Regions from separate parts of the Sus scrofa genome. Here all the other regions are linked to region 1. A link is a contact called in public Hi-C, HiChIP or PLAC-seq and promoter capture Hi-C data. All regions are on one chromosome and are shown on one strand. The core of a region is the stretch at or near the end of the contact, and the rest is flanking DNA. Distances in the headings are between cores, read along the strand shown. Region 1 holds the start of MRPS23 (mitochondrial ribosomal protein S23). Region 2 holds the start of DYNLL2 (dynein light chain 2, cytoplasmic). Region 3 holds the start of SRSF1 (serine and arginine rich splicing factor 1). Region 4 holds the start of VEZF1 (vascular endothelial zinc finger 1).

Region 1 (3,069 bases), core at 352-2,851:
GTTCAAAAAACTATTTAAGTACAAGCTGTTTTTATTATATTAACAGTAATAAAAGAGGAAGCAGTAAAATAGTCCACATTCTCCAATGACCATCACCCAATTCCACTGCTGTACACAGTAGAAACACAATATAAATGACTTTGAAAGCATCCCAAGTGCATGCAATGGACCTAAGCAGAAAAGTACTGAAAAAGTATTTAATGCCCCGATATCGCTGACAATCTCCAAGCAGAGCCAAAACATACTTGTTCTGCTGTGGGTGGTAGGGGGTAACTGGTGGGGGGGGTAACTCCTCAAATGAAAGGTGCCTGGACCTCAACAGAGAATATAATAACTTTACAAACTGGTTTCTTACTTCCAGGAATAGGGGTGAGACTAGGGGATACATATTAACTTCAATTAGGCACAATCTCTGATGCGAACAGTTAGAGAAAAAGAAACTACAAATTCTATATACTAAAAACTAACGTCAGTATTGGAAGAAAAAGGCTTTGTCAGTGAATGCCCAGTAAGTCAACCTCATAGTTCTCATGACCAAAATGGGTAAGGATACAGGATACCTACCTTGCAGGCGTAGAGGCCTAAATGAGATAACATTTATTAAGGGCTTAGCACAGTGCCTGTCACAAACAGATATGCAGAAACAAATAGCTACCACTGCAATGATCAGTCAATTGCTGGGCTCCAAGTTCTGCTTCTCAGAACTTCTACTGCTCTCCCATGGGGGAAGGGTACTGATTCCCTAATCTGGCCAGATGGACAAGACCGTCTCCACAGGGCTAACTAGCCCTGACTCAATTCCTACTTAAGTTGCCAGACTTCGGGCTAAACCTTTCCTGCTGAAGTTCTGCTGCCTCCCGTCCACCAGATGGGCTTCCGCACTCACGCTCTAATCCGATCCTCGTGGTAAAAGATGTCCTGGACAGCGGCTTTGGCTTTGCCGTATCGCAAGCGAGGCCTTCGGAAAACCGGCTCTCTTAATGGGGGGAAGGCATTATATATGTCAAGCCAGAGGGGCTTCTCTTTCAACACTCCAGCCCGAATCAGGTCCCGGGTCCTTAAGGAAGAGTAAAGAGCTAGGGTCAGTCAATGACCACAGCCTGTCTGAGCCCCTGAATCAGTGTAGCCCCAGCCTGGGACGCTGGCGAGCCTATGGAACCCGGAAGATAACCAGAAGGAGGGCAGAGCTGGGGGTCCCCCAACTACGGGTAGGATAGTTCCACATTCCAAACCAACCTACCAGTGCTCGGGAATTAACCCTTTCATCTTCTTATGTGCGTCCCACCCCCTCGCCCAACCACGCCCCGTCAAGGAAAATGCGCAGACAGTCCGGCCAGGTCTCTCAGCCCCTTCCTCCCTCCCCGTTCCTGGAGACCTCCACTTGGGGAGGCGAGAGGTGCGATCTTGAACAAGAGAGCTAAGAGATTCAAGAGGTAACGTCGTTGAACACAACCCCTCAGAAGCAGGAGAGCTCAGACCCACTCAAGAAAGCGTGAAAGCGGGAGGCGCTCTTTGTCCACGCACCGTGAGAAAATGCTACCAACAGTTTCCAGCCGGCTCCCCGCCATGCCCTACCACTCGGATCCCGAGCAGCTTCCGATACCGGAACCGGAAGCGCCCGCAGCAGGCAAAGTGGGCGTAAGTTGCGGGCCGAGCCACGGATCGCAGTGCTACCAGCGAGGCCCCCAACGGGAGGGCGGAGCCAGGCAGAAGTAAAAGATGTCCGAACCGACCCGCCCTCGGCTGCACGCCAGGTTCAGACCGGAGCACTCGATAGCCGAGCCGCCAGGGAGGAAGCGAGCCAAAGCCGGGCAGAAGCAATAAATGACCGATAGGGGTTAATTGCCGTGGTTGCTTTAGCCTTTCTAGCCATGCTCAGCCGACTCCGCTGGAGAAGATGGGGCTGTGCAGAGGCAGGATGATGGGGAGGGAGGATAGGTCCAGGAGAAGACACCTAGGCCAGGAATTCATTAGAGGTCACCAGCACTAGGCCTAGACTACGCCTAATTTTGTTTGGAATCAAAGACCACGAAAGTAATCGAGGCCCAGGGAGGGACCTCACTTGCCCTGGGTCACCCTAGAGTCCGAGCCTCCGTCTTTCGCCGCCTGCTGTTTAGCGCTCCGGACTAAACCCTTTGGCCCTGGAGCTCCACCTGCATCCGCGCTAATAGGGATGCTGCCGGCACGAGTGTTTTCTCCCCGGAAGGTGTCGCTGGCTAGCTCCTCCTTGGAGCTTGAAAAGTGAAAGTGTCCGGGACAAACACATGACGGGAAGGACTCAAAAATCTGGGGAAAGTAACCTCTCAGTGTTGCCATTTGGCCAAATAATCATACTTCGGGTAAAGGACTCCGTAGACATTGAAGCACAATTTCACGCGGATATTTGTGCAGGAAGCGTCATCGCAGCGTTGTTTGCAGTGCACTCCCCCACCCCACCACCGCATGCCTGCCACAATCGGTCTAATGGGAAAGGGCTGGAAAATTACAGCTCATAGAGTCTATGGAATGCCATGCAGCTTTTAAAATGACCGAGCGAGATCTGTATGTGTTTACGTAAACGAATGCCCATGACAGGTGAAAAGGCAAGTTGCAGAGAAGCGTCTTCAATGGAATCCTAACCTATTAAAACTTTATCTAGCGTTGCCACCAGCTGTGGCCGTAGGTCGGAGACGTGGCTTGGATACCGCGTGGCTGTGGCATAGGCCGTTAACTCCAGGTCTCCTTAAGACTCCTAGCCTGGAAACTTCCATTTGCAGTTGCAGCCACAAAAAGAAAGCAAGAAAACTTTTACACGTGTCTGTGTGTGTTTGAGGATAGAAACCTTGTGGAAATGCGCCCAGGGCTGTAAATATTGGTTATCTCCAGTGAGATTGTAAGCGAGGAAGGGGGACTTTTTTTTTTTTTAATGTAACCCTCAGATTTAACCTGTAAAGAGTTTGTATTCCTATTTGAACTTTTTAATCCAGTGCAAGGTTTTGAGTCACATGCACATAAAATATCTCCTGGGAGCCTTTGTGAGCAAGAAAGAGCATCAAGTCATCCAGAGTCCTCCCAGCTGCAGAAGAAGGG
Region 2 (3,069 bases), core at 420-2,919, 220 kb after region 1:
TTTAACCTAGCATCTATGAGGACGCAGGTTTGACACCTGACCTCACTCAGTGGGTTAAGGATCCGGCATTGCCGAGAGCTGTGGTGTAGGTTGCAGATGCGGCTTGGATCCTGCGTGGCTGTGGCTCTGTCTGTGGCTCCGACTGGACCCCTAGCCTGGGAACCTCCATATGCGCCCAAGTTGATTTTGAAATCTTAAGACATGGCTCTCTTACAGAAAACTGGGCAATCACGAACATATAGCAGCATCAAAAAGAAATGTCCACCAAGTTAAGTAGAACTTAATTATATGTTATTGTGTTGCGTAGTAATTATCCTTAACAGTAAGCAGCTTACTTAAATAGCAGTCATTAACATAGCACACGTTTCCCAAACTGTGTCCCATGGAGTAGTAGTTCCTAGATATGCTTTATTTTATTTTATTTTATTTTTTGGTCTTTTTGTCTTTTTCACGGCCGCACTCTCAGCATATGGAGGTTCCCAGGCTAGGGGTCCAATCGGAGCTATGGCTGGCAGCCTACATCAGAGCCATAGCAACGCAGGATCCGAGCTGCATCTGCGACCTACACCACAGCTGATGGCAACGCCGGATCCTTGACCCATTGAGTAAGGCCAGGGATCAAACCCGCGTCCTCATGGATGCTAGTTGTGTTCGTTAACCACTGAGCCACGACATGAACTCCTGGAGATGTTAATAGTTGGATAAGAAAGGTCTTTGGAGTCAGATAAGCTTAGGAAATGGTGATATAGTTTATTTATTTATTTTTTGTCTTTTCTAGGCCGTTCCTGCAACATATGGAGGTTCCCAGGCTAGGGGTCTAATCGGAGCTGTAGCTGCTGGCCTAGGCCAGGGCTACAGCAATGTGGGATCCAAACAGCGTCTGTGACCTACACCACAGCTCACGGCAATGCCAGATCTTTAACCCATTGAGCAAGCCAGGGACCGAACCCGCAACCTCATGGTTCCTAGTCGGATTCGTTAACCACTGAGCCACGACAGGAACTGCACCCAACCCCTGGTTTACATTCTCTCGGTCAGGGGGAGGGCAGTGGAAAGGCTAAAAGTGTAGACACTGGGACAGATAGCCTGGAATCAAATACTGCCCTTGACCAGCTGTGTAATTGCGGGCACCTCACTAACTCCTTTAAGAGGCAGCTTTCTTCTCCCCATGTGTGCCCCGCCCCCCATTCATTCACAAGAGGCTGACATCAGAATACCCTTGGTTGAGAGGGCCCCTCAGGCTTTGCCTATTTCTTTTGAAATCTCCTGATTGAGGCTGCAAGATGATAGAGTAGGCTGAGAAAGCAGAAGTGGGAAGGAATCATTTTCCAGATTTTTCCCCCAGCACATAATGAACACTAAATTACGAAGCTCCAAATCAGAGCAGGCCAGGGCCAGAACAAGTCTGACTTCCCCACCACGAAGGGAAACTGATAGGAATGATCAGAAGCTTCTGAATCCTCACTGTGTGGCCCAAGTGCTTGGCTCTCAATAAAGACGCTCACCATTCCTTTAGGTAGACACTGTTGTGAAACACAGGGGAAGAAAAGAGCAGCTGTTTCCTGTTCTTCTCTGGAGGTGGGTGGGGTGGGGTGGAGCCGAGGGCAGGCATCCCCCGCCCCCAGTGTGCCCAGGCCTTTATACACACTCCCACAAACAGCCTGTTCCAGCCATCAGAGGGGCTGCTGCCTAAAAGGGCCACTTTTCAGCCTAGAAGCCAAGTCCAGGCCAGACCTTTGGTGACCTGGCAAAAGCTCTGCCCTCTCTGTTCCTTGTTTCTGTCCTTTACAAGGTGAGGAATATGGATGGGGTGAATTTTAAGGCCCCTGGCAGCTGAGCGTGCTTTGGTTTGCACCTCTGCAAACCAAAAGGGTTGTTTCCACACGCTTCAGTCTTGCCTAACCAGACTGGTAGGGGCCGACTGACCAGAAATGGCTACTCTCATCTCTCTTCCAGGGGCCTGTGGGCCAAAGACAAATCTCCCTTCTCACAACTGCGCTTAGGGCTTGCCTCCTTTGCTCTCAAAGATAAATAGCAGCTGGGGCCCCAGATGGGAACTTGGGTCCTGCGGCCTTGAGGCTCTGGAACAAAGGCTGAGCAGGATGGGGAAGGGGCCTTCCCAGAAAGTGAGGGGAGGGGAGCCCTGGGGCTCTTTACGGCTTCACCTCTCGGTAAGACTGGCAGGCCTGGCAGTTCTTTCCTTCCCACGGTTTTGGGAAGGAATGGAGAGGGAACTCTCCATTCCCCTCTCTTCCCTTTATTCTCCCTCGGATTGGGGTCTTTACGCCCCTCCCTCTCTTTCCCTCTCTCTGAACTTCGCCTCTTTATGCCTTTTTAGGCCTGGCCTCTCCAGCCCCGGGTGTAGGGGGGGTCTTGTATTCTTTTTTTTCTCCTTAAGGCCAAGTCTCCCTCCCCCACCCCTTTCCCGCTCCCCCTCCCCACCCCCCTCCCTCCGCCCCGAGGCATTGTGGGAGGAAACAAGATGTGGGGCGAGAGCGGCGCGGGGAGAAGCCCGCAGTGCGGGGCCGGGCGGGCGCAGCCAATGGGGAGCGCGGACGGCGGCGCGCGCGGCGGGGGGGCGGGGGCGGGGCGCTATTTCAGGGGGGGCCGCGCGTCGGGCGAGCTCAGCGGCAGAGCGGAGCGGAGCTGTGAAGCGTCAACGCGGAGCGGGGCCAGCGGGCGGGCAAGCGGGCGCGAGGCGGAGCGCGGGCGGCCGGGAAAGCTCGAGGGCGGACGGCGGCGCTCGGCCCGGGCCTGCGGGAGCCGGAGACCGCGGCGGCGGCGGCGGCGGCTGCTGCCGGAGGAGCCGAGGGTACACCGCCCTGCCCGCGCCCTGCCTCAGGCCATCGCTGCTCCCCCGGGGCCTGGTGCGGACTCGCCCCGTGAAGGTGAGCGGTGGGTGGGGGCGGCGGCCCGGAGCCGGGCGGGTTTCGGCGTGACGCCGCCGGCACCTCTCCCGCCCAGGGCTGCACCACCCTGTGCCCTCGCGACCCTGGGGGCGCGGCCGGGGCCCCGGGCTGCGGAGGTGTGCCCCCCCCCCAGTCCCCCGGGAGTCTCCCTGCGCCGCGC
Region 3 (3,069 bases), core at 165-2,664, 150 kb after region 1:
ATCTAAACTTAGTGTTATCCAGTTTTCGAACTGCATAGGTCATATCTTCTTTCCGTACAAACTCCACGACACCAGTGCCATCTCGGTAAACATCAGCATAACATACATCACCTGCTTCACGCATGTGATCCTTCAAATCCTGCCAGCTTCCACTTGGAGGCAGTCCTGAAAAAGTGCGTTTTCTTTCAATACCAATTATCCTAAGTTTCACATTAAACATAAAGGTTACATTAAAACAAGACTTAAAACCAACGGTCTTTAACATCCCGTTTAACGAGCTGTTAAAAGAGTTCGGAATCAAGAGTCCAAAATTATTTGTAAAGTTAAGGCTCTTCTTATCTTCTAGGTACTGCAACCTAATTCGCTAAGTCTCAAATAGAGTAGTCCTTGTTAACTAAAGTCACCCAAGGCACTCCGGTTTAAGTGAAGACCTGGCATGAAAACACCAAGAAAAACTTCAAAACGGTGTGCGGTCCCCTTATCATCAATCCGCACGGACCCGCCAACTCACCAGAGACAACCACTCTGTTTTCAGAACGCCTGGATGGGGGGCCATAGCGCCCTCGGGGAGCCCCGCCGCCACCACCCCCGCCGCCGCCTCGGCCGGTACCACGGCCGCTTCGAGGAAACTCCACCCGCAGACGGTATCCATCGTAATCATAGCCGTCGCGACCATACACCGCGTCTTCTGCGTCTCTGCGTGACCAGAGAAAGCCAAGGGGTAAGGAAAAGAAGAAAAAAAAAAAAAAAGGGCCAGGAGGGGCGGCTCACTCCGCCGGGGAGCGAGCGGGCCCCCGCACATGCGCACCGGGGTGGAAGAGCCCACATGCGCCGCATAATAGGAACGGCCCCTCCCCCACCCAGAAGCACGCCAGGCTCCCGACCACTCCAGCAGCCCTCGGCGCCTCAGTTTCCCGCTCCGAGCCTGCGAGTCGGCTCTAGGGACGTCCGTGGGGCCCGGCCACCAGAGGAGCCACGCCGACTCGGCTCCTTACTCGACTCCTGCATGGGCGATATCGTCTGGCCCCCAACCCAAGAACCCACCGCCCCATTCCCCAAGTGAAGGCCCCGGAGCCTTCCCCAACTACTCCAACCTATTTCCTCAAGGCCGCAAGCCCCTGGCCGCCTCACCGCGGGTCCTCGAACTCAACGAAGGCGAAGGGCGGTCCTCCGCGGCGATTCTTCAGGTCGATGTCGCGGATAGCACCGTATTTGTAGAACACGTCCTCAATGTCCTTGGTTCGGATGTCTGGAGGTAAGTTACCCACGTAGATGCGGCAATCGTTGTTCCCTGCCGGGCCACGGATCACACCACCTCCCGACATGGCGGCGACGAAAAGCGCGGACTCGAGAACAGGCCTTCCCACCAAGCCTAGCGAGCGGGAGAGCGAGCCCGCAGCGACACCACGTCTCCCGCGGCCCCTCCAAAATGGCGCCTTTATCAGCTCGGCGCACGGATATGGGGGGGAGGGAGGAAGAGAAGCGGGAGGAAGCAGCTATTCGATCTCACTACGCACGCGCAAGAGCGTAACGGGTGCTGCGAGAGTGACGCTCGCGCAAGCGCGACGTCACCCTCCGCGCGAAGGGAAAAAAGTTCCCGCCTTCCCGATTTGTCGAGGGGTTTAATAAGGGAGTGACCAGCCTTGTGGCAAAATTAAATATAGAGCTCTCGTAAAAGGGGTTATTAATCTCTGTCGAATCCTAAAGAATCAGCAGTTTCCTCAGGAATGTTTCTCTCAAAAAAACGGCGTCTTGAAAGTATTTGGTGAAACCTAGCCTAAAGCTAGGTCCCACCATGCTCTGCGCTGTTAACGGCCTTTGGCGGGAAAGACTGCCGGGGGCGGAGTCAAAGGGGGAGGGACCAGGCGGTTGCTCCGGAAACACGGGCATCCTTGGAGAGTGCACCTCGTTCAGGAGTCGCGTTGCGGGTGAATCAACGCGGAGCCGAGACGTGACTTTGTCTTCCCGCCCCATCTGCGAACGGGCCGTGGACTGCTTGGACGACTGTCTAATGCAGGGGAACCTGGCTGAGACGCTTTAATAAATATTCTACGCTAAGTACCGTTCCACCTTCGGTTCAGAACTGACCTCAGTTCAACGCTCCTTGTGCTCGTGGCGGTAATTCCTGGCGGCATCAGCCAACCAGGACCCAGACCTCTGCTTCTTTTTTAAATCACCTATCGCCAGGGCCCAGCGCAGCGGAGAGGTCCAGTGAAGGTTTGCAGAATGAATTGTGTCTGTTATTTCTACAACGTCTTTCAAAGAACGAAAAAGACGCGCGCCCTCCTGTTTGTATTGCAGAATCCTGACGTTCCTTCCTTTTTTGGAACTCATTAGCAAATCTCTCAGGTAATATGAATGAGCAAAGTGGATGTGTGAGGATTTCTGTGACCACTGGAGACCGAAGTGGCGGCTTAAGGACTCATCTCGCCAGCATGTTGGTCCAGGGAGATAAGAACTTGTTACATTTTGCCACGGAGCCATCTGAAATCTGGATTTTTATATGAAATACTGGGATTTTAAAATATTAATGGTGAATTCAAATTAAAAAAAAAACCCTGTCATAAATATGCTGAAACAGGTCTGCACCCTGATTGAGAGGATGATTTTCTTCATTTTTATTTATTCGCATCAATCCCTCTCCCCAGTGATGTGATGCTGTTTACAGAGATACCAGAAAACGTTATTGCAATTGAATGGAGAAATCACGGAGAATATAAGGGGAAATTAAAATGAAGTCATGGATAAAGTTAATACACAAAATGGCTGCAGTAAAAATTTGTGAGTTCTAAAGATGGATTACAAATTTGACCCTAGTCATCATGGCAGTCACAGTAAAGAAGGAAACAGTATATTCAAGATCCAAAGTGCCTTAAAAAGATTTTTCAGAAGGTCATGTTTTCAGTTCTAAAAGGCGATTGCATGTATTTTAACAGTGTTCTCAGTAATCCCAAAATGCAAATTTAATTTGCTGCTCAACAGATTCACAGAAGATCTTTAGTAGTAGTCCTTGAAATCTGATGGTTTTCAAAACTGGGTATCGCACAGTTTTTTTGTCTTTTAGATCAT
Region 4 (3,069 bases), core at 299-2,798, 130 kb after region 1:
GGGGGGGGCGGCGGGAAGAGGGAGTGGCGGGGAGCCCAGGGATACCCGCTATTCACGGGGATGGGGGGGTGTCAGAAAGTCAACACACACGCACAAAAAGAGGAGAAGGAGGTGAAAAGAACGGAGAGTGAGTGGAAGATGGATGAAGTGGGGGGGGACTGAGTAGGACGTGGGGACCCCCCTCACCCCACGGTGCGGGCCCGGGCCCGGCGCGCCGTGGCCGAGTGGACCGCGCTATCCAGCGGCCCGGCGCCCTCCTTTCTCTGGGCCGCGAGTGGTGACAGCGACCGGCCTCCTCCCTTCCCCTTCAGGGCGGGAGGAAAGGGTGTGTGCGTGTGTGTGCTGGGGGGGCCCGGGGTTCACCCCGAGGCCTGCTCTCTTCCCCGCACCCCGTGAGGCCGCCTCCTTTCACCTCAGCAGCCCCGCTCCGCCGGGGCGGGCGGGCGGAAAAACAAAGGGGGATTAAGGCCGGGCCGGAGAGCGGAGCCGGGAGGGAGGGGAGGAGGAGCGCCCGTCCGCCAGCCCGGGGCCCGGCCCCCCTGTCCCCCCGTGCCCCCCCGGGGGGGCCCCAGTACCTGGAACAGGAACGCGGTCCAGTTGGCCTCCATGGCTGCGGCGGCCGACCCCCCTCCTCCCCACTCCCCCCGCTCGGGGAGCCTCCTCAGCCGGAGGAGGCGACAACAAAGCGGCGGCGGCGGCGGCGGCGGCAGCGGCAGCGGCGGCTCCTCAACATGGCAGCGCCGAGCGCGGCCACTTCCGGTAACCTCCGGGACGCACCACCGCCGCGGCGAGCGCGGGCGGGGGGGAGCCCCGACCCGGCCGCCGCCGCCCCCAGCGGCCCGGACCCCTCCCGGGCGTTCCCGCGGCCGGCTCGCCGTCTCGGAGCTCAGCCAGGGCCCGCCGGCGGTGGGGTCAGGGCCCCCGCGGGGGGGCTGGGGTGGGGCGGGGGGCGGGGATGGGGCGCGGCGTCCCCCCCGCGGGGGTGTGTGGTGCTGCGGTCCGTGGCTCAGGCAGCTGGAACAGGGGGAGCTCAGGAGAGAAGATGGAGGACGCCAGGGTCTGGCGCTGGCTCGCTGGGGAAGGCTGGGCCGGCTCTCGTGACTCAAACCCGATGCCCAGCAGCATCGCTTCCCTATCAGACCCTCAGGGGAAGGCACAGACGGCGGCGGTCACCTGGCTCGTCAGGCCCTTTTTTGCGCAGCACAGCCCCTACCTCCAAACTGGGGGAAGCCCCTTCGACTTGGAGAGTCTCTCCACTCTGGTATTTCATCTCAGCGAAACCTTCCGCACTCTTGCTAGGATACGCATCTAACTCTGAGTGGCCTTCCAACTCAAGCAGGGAATCCCACTGGGGTGCAGCCACAGATCTTCCCTGGGCGGAGGGAGACACTTCCCACGCGTAGAGGTGTCATTGCTGGGTTATTCTTGGGTGAAGGGCTGAGCGTCCCCATCTTCCCTTTAACTCCAGATATGATGTGAAATTCTACCAAACACCCCCTCTCCCGCCAAAAAAAAATTTTTTTTTCTTAAAGTATAGGCAAATTATTTCAGTCTTTTAGTACAGTCCGCGCCCTCACCCCCCAAAACAAAAATCGAACTTCTGGTTGGACAGCGTCAGATGTCACTGAGGTGACCCTAGCCTGTTTGCAGTTCCAAGTCTTCCGTGTAGGCGTCACTGCTACTGGAACTTTGTATGATGATGCCCTGAACATTTTCTATCCATTCCTCACATAGAGGTAGCTACTGGGAATATTAGAAACAAGCTATTATTATACAAGTGCCTCCAGTCCAAGAAGTCTCCTGTGGCGGGAAATGAGGGGGCAGACTATCAATGATATTTTTATTAACTCTGGTTTTAAAAAATCCTTCAGATGGTCACATTATTTCAAGGCTTCAACATCTTTCGTAACTGACTCTTATCTCATCCGCTCCATTTATTCCTCTTAAGTCACATTCTAATCGAGGTCACCATCTCTGACTTCCCCCATACAGACACAATAAAAATAATACGGTGGCAGAATTCTATTGGTAAAAGAGACTGAGGAGGTATAGTAATTTGCCAGTCTGTGTTTCCTTTCCATCCACTACACACGTATACCCCTTTCCCTCAGTCACCAGAATGCAGGGGGTGGGGGCTGCAAAACATTGGTCTGGTTCCTTTTAGAGGCGATTCTCTATTGGACACTGCCAGGAGGCCTGGGGGATGAATGAGAAGCTCTGCAGTGTTTGGATCAGTGGCAGAAGCAGGTGACTTGGTCAGCCTCAGACGGGGGTGGGGTGGGGTGGGGGGGCAGAAAATGAATAAATAGTTTCCTGATTATATTCCTTAGCTAAGCTGCTACAGTGGCCCCTAAGTCTCCTACAAATGTCCATTAGTCACTTTTGGAAAGAGAAATAAAATGCCTAAGTTTATATGTATATAAGATAAGGAGAGAACTAAGATGTAAACTTAAGGAGTTAACTAGGTAAGCGAAAACCTTTTTGCTCTGACCTTAGACACTGCATATTCTTTTGTTTTCATTCAGTAAATGCAAGTCTCTGCTTCTTCCCTGTCTTTCTTAACATGTTCACTTCAAGGTCTCAGTACTACATCTCCTCAGTTTTTCTCTTCCCCTGTATAGCCTCTCCTACTTTGCTGCCTTTCAAACTGGTGAGAGTGAAGCTTCAGGATCATGAAAACTAGTACTGAATGAAGACCATTTTTCTAATGACGATATTGCTGGACTCTCTTGAACATCTTTTCCCAGGATCTAGAAAACCCTTCTCTAGTGAGCCTTCTCACAGTACCTCTGGAGAGGGTTTTCCTCACTACCATAAAGTAGATGTCCAGTGAAAAACGGTCCAGTTCTCATTGTTGAAGAGCTGGGATTCAGAAGTATCACTTTTTTTGAAGCAAATGGCTTTGTTTTTTTTTGGCTGTGCCCACAGCATGTGGAAGTTCCCAGGCCAGGAATCGAACCTGCACCGAAGGTGACAACGCCAGATCCTTAACCGGCTGCACCACAAAAGAACTCTGTGTAAACGGCTAATTTTTCTTTCTAACCATGAGATGAAACCAGAGTTCCTGAT

Evidence for each region. Promoter capture Hi-C pulls out the DNA fragments that hold promoters and counts their contacts. Hi-C and Micro-C count contacts between places; a contact is called where the count stands out from the background. HiChIP or PLAC-seq counts read pairs in DNA pulled down with a chosen protein or histone mark.
Region 2: a contact with region 1 is called in an H3K27ac HiChIP or PLAC-seq map of alveolar macrophages. The contact joins the promoter of DYNLL2 here to the promoter of MRPS23 in region 1. A contact is called at or near these places in 2 of 5 promoter capture datasets (fetal liver and liver), 7 of 47 Hi-C or Micro-C datasets (alveolar macrophages, embryonic fibroblasts, fibroblasts and 4 more) and 2 of 2 datasets of contacts at active chromatin or transcription factors (alveolar macrophages and skeletal muscle).
Region 3: a Hi-C map of liver shows a contact between it and region 1, with 4 times the contacts expected there. The contact joins the promoter of SRSF1 here to the promoter of MRPS23 in region 1. A contact is called at or near these places in 1 of 5 promoter capture datasets (fetal liver), 31 of 47 Hi-C or Micro-C datasets (alveolar macrophages, blood, brain and 14 more) and 2 of 2 datasets of contacts at active chromatin or transcription factors (alveolar macrophages and skeletal muscle).
Region 4: a promoter capture Hi-C map of fetal skeletal muscle shows a contact between it and region 1, with 6 times the contacts expected there. The contact joins the promoter of VEZF1 here to the promoter of MRPS23 in region 1. A contact is called at or near these places in 4 of 5 promoter capture datasets (fetal liver, fetal skeletal muscle, liver and 1 more), 34 of 47 Hi-C or Micro-C datasets (adipocytes, adipose tissue, alveolar macrophages and 18 more) and 2 of 2 datasets of contacts at active chromatin or transcription factors (alveolar macrophages and skeletal muscle).

What each region holds. Positions count from the first base shown.
Region 1 is chr12:34,127,879-34,130,947 of Sscrofa11.1, forward strand. It overlaps MRPS23 (mitochondrial ribosomal protein S23), which reads right to left and starts at 1,602. Exons shown (of 5, transcript NM_001243813.1): 1 at 1,525-1,602; 2 at 887-1,057. The coding sequence starts at 1,568.
Region 2 is chr12:34,346,667-34,349,735 of Sscrofa11.1, forward strand. It overlaps DYNLL2 (dynein light chain 2, cytoplasmic), which reads left to right and starts at 1,670. Exons shown (of 3, transcript XM_021067271.1): 1 at 1,670-1,792.
Region 3 is chr12:34,280,704-34,283,772 of Sscrofa11.1, forward strand. It overlaps SRSF1 (serine and arginine rich splicing factor 1), which reads right to left and starts at 1,415. Exons shown (of 4, transcript NM_001038007.1): 1 at 1,132-1,415; 2 at 512-696; 3 at 1-165. The coding sequence starts at 1,325. LOC110256034 (a long non-coding RNA gene) reads left to right here and starts at 705. Exons shown (of 2, transcript XR_002337195.1): 1 at 705-3,069.
Region 4 is chr12:34,262,258-34,265,326 of Sscrofa11.1, forward strand. It overlaps VEZF1 (vascular endothelial zinc finger 1), which reads right to left and starts at 1,549. Exons shown (of 6, transcript XM_021067259.1): 1 at 1,214-1,549. The coding sequence starts at 1,270.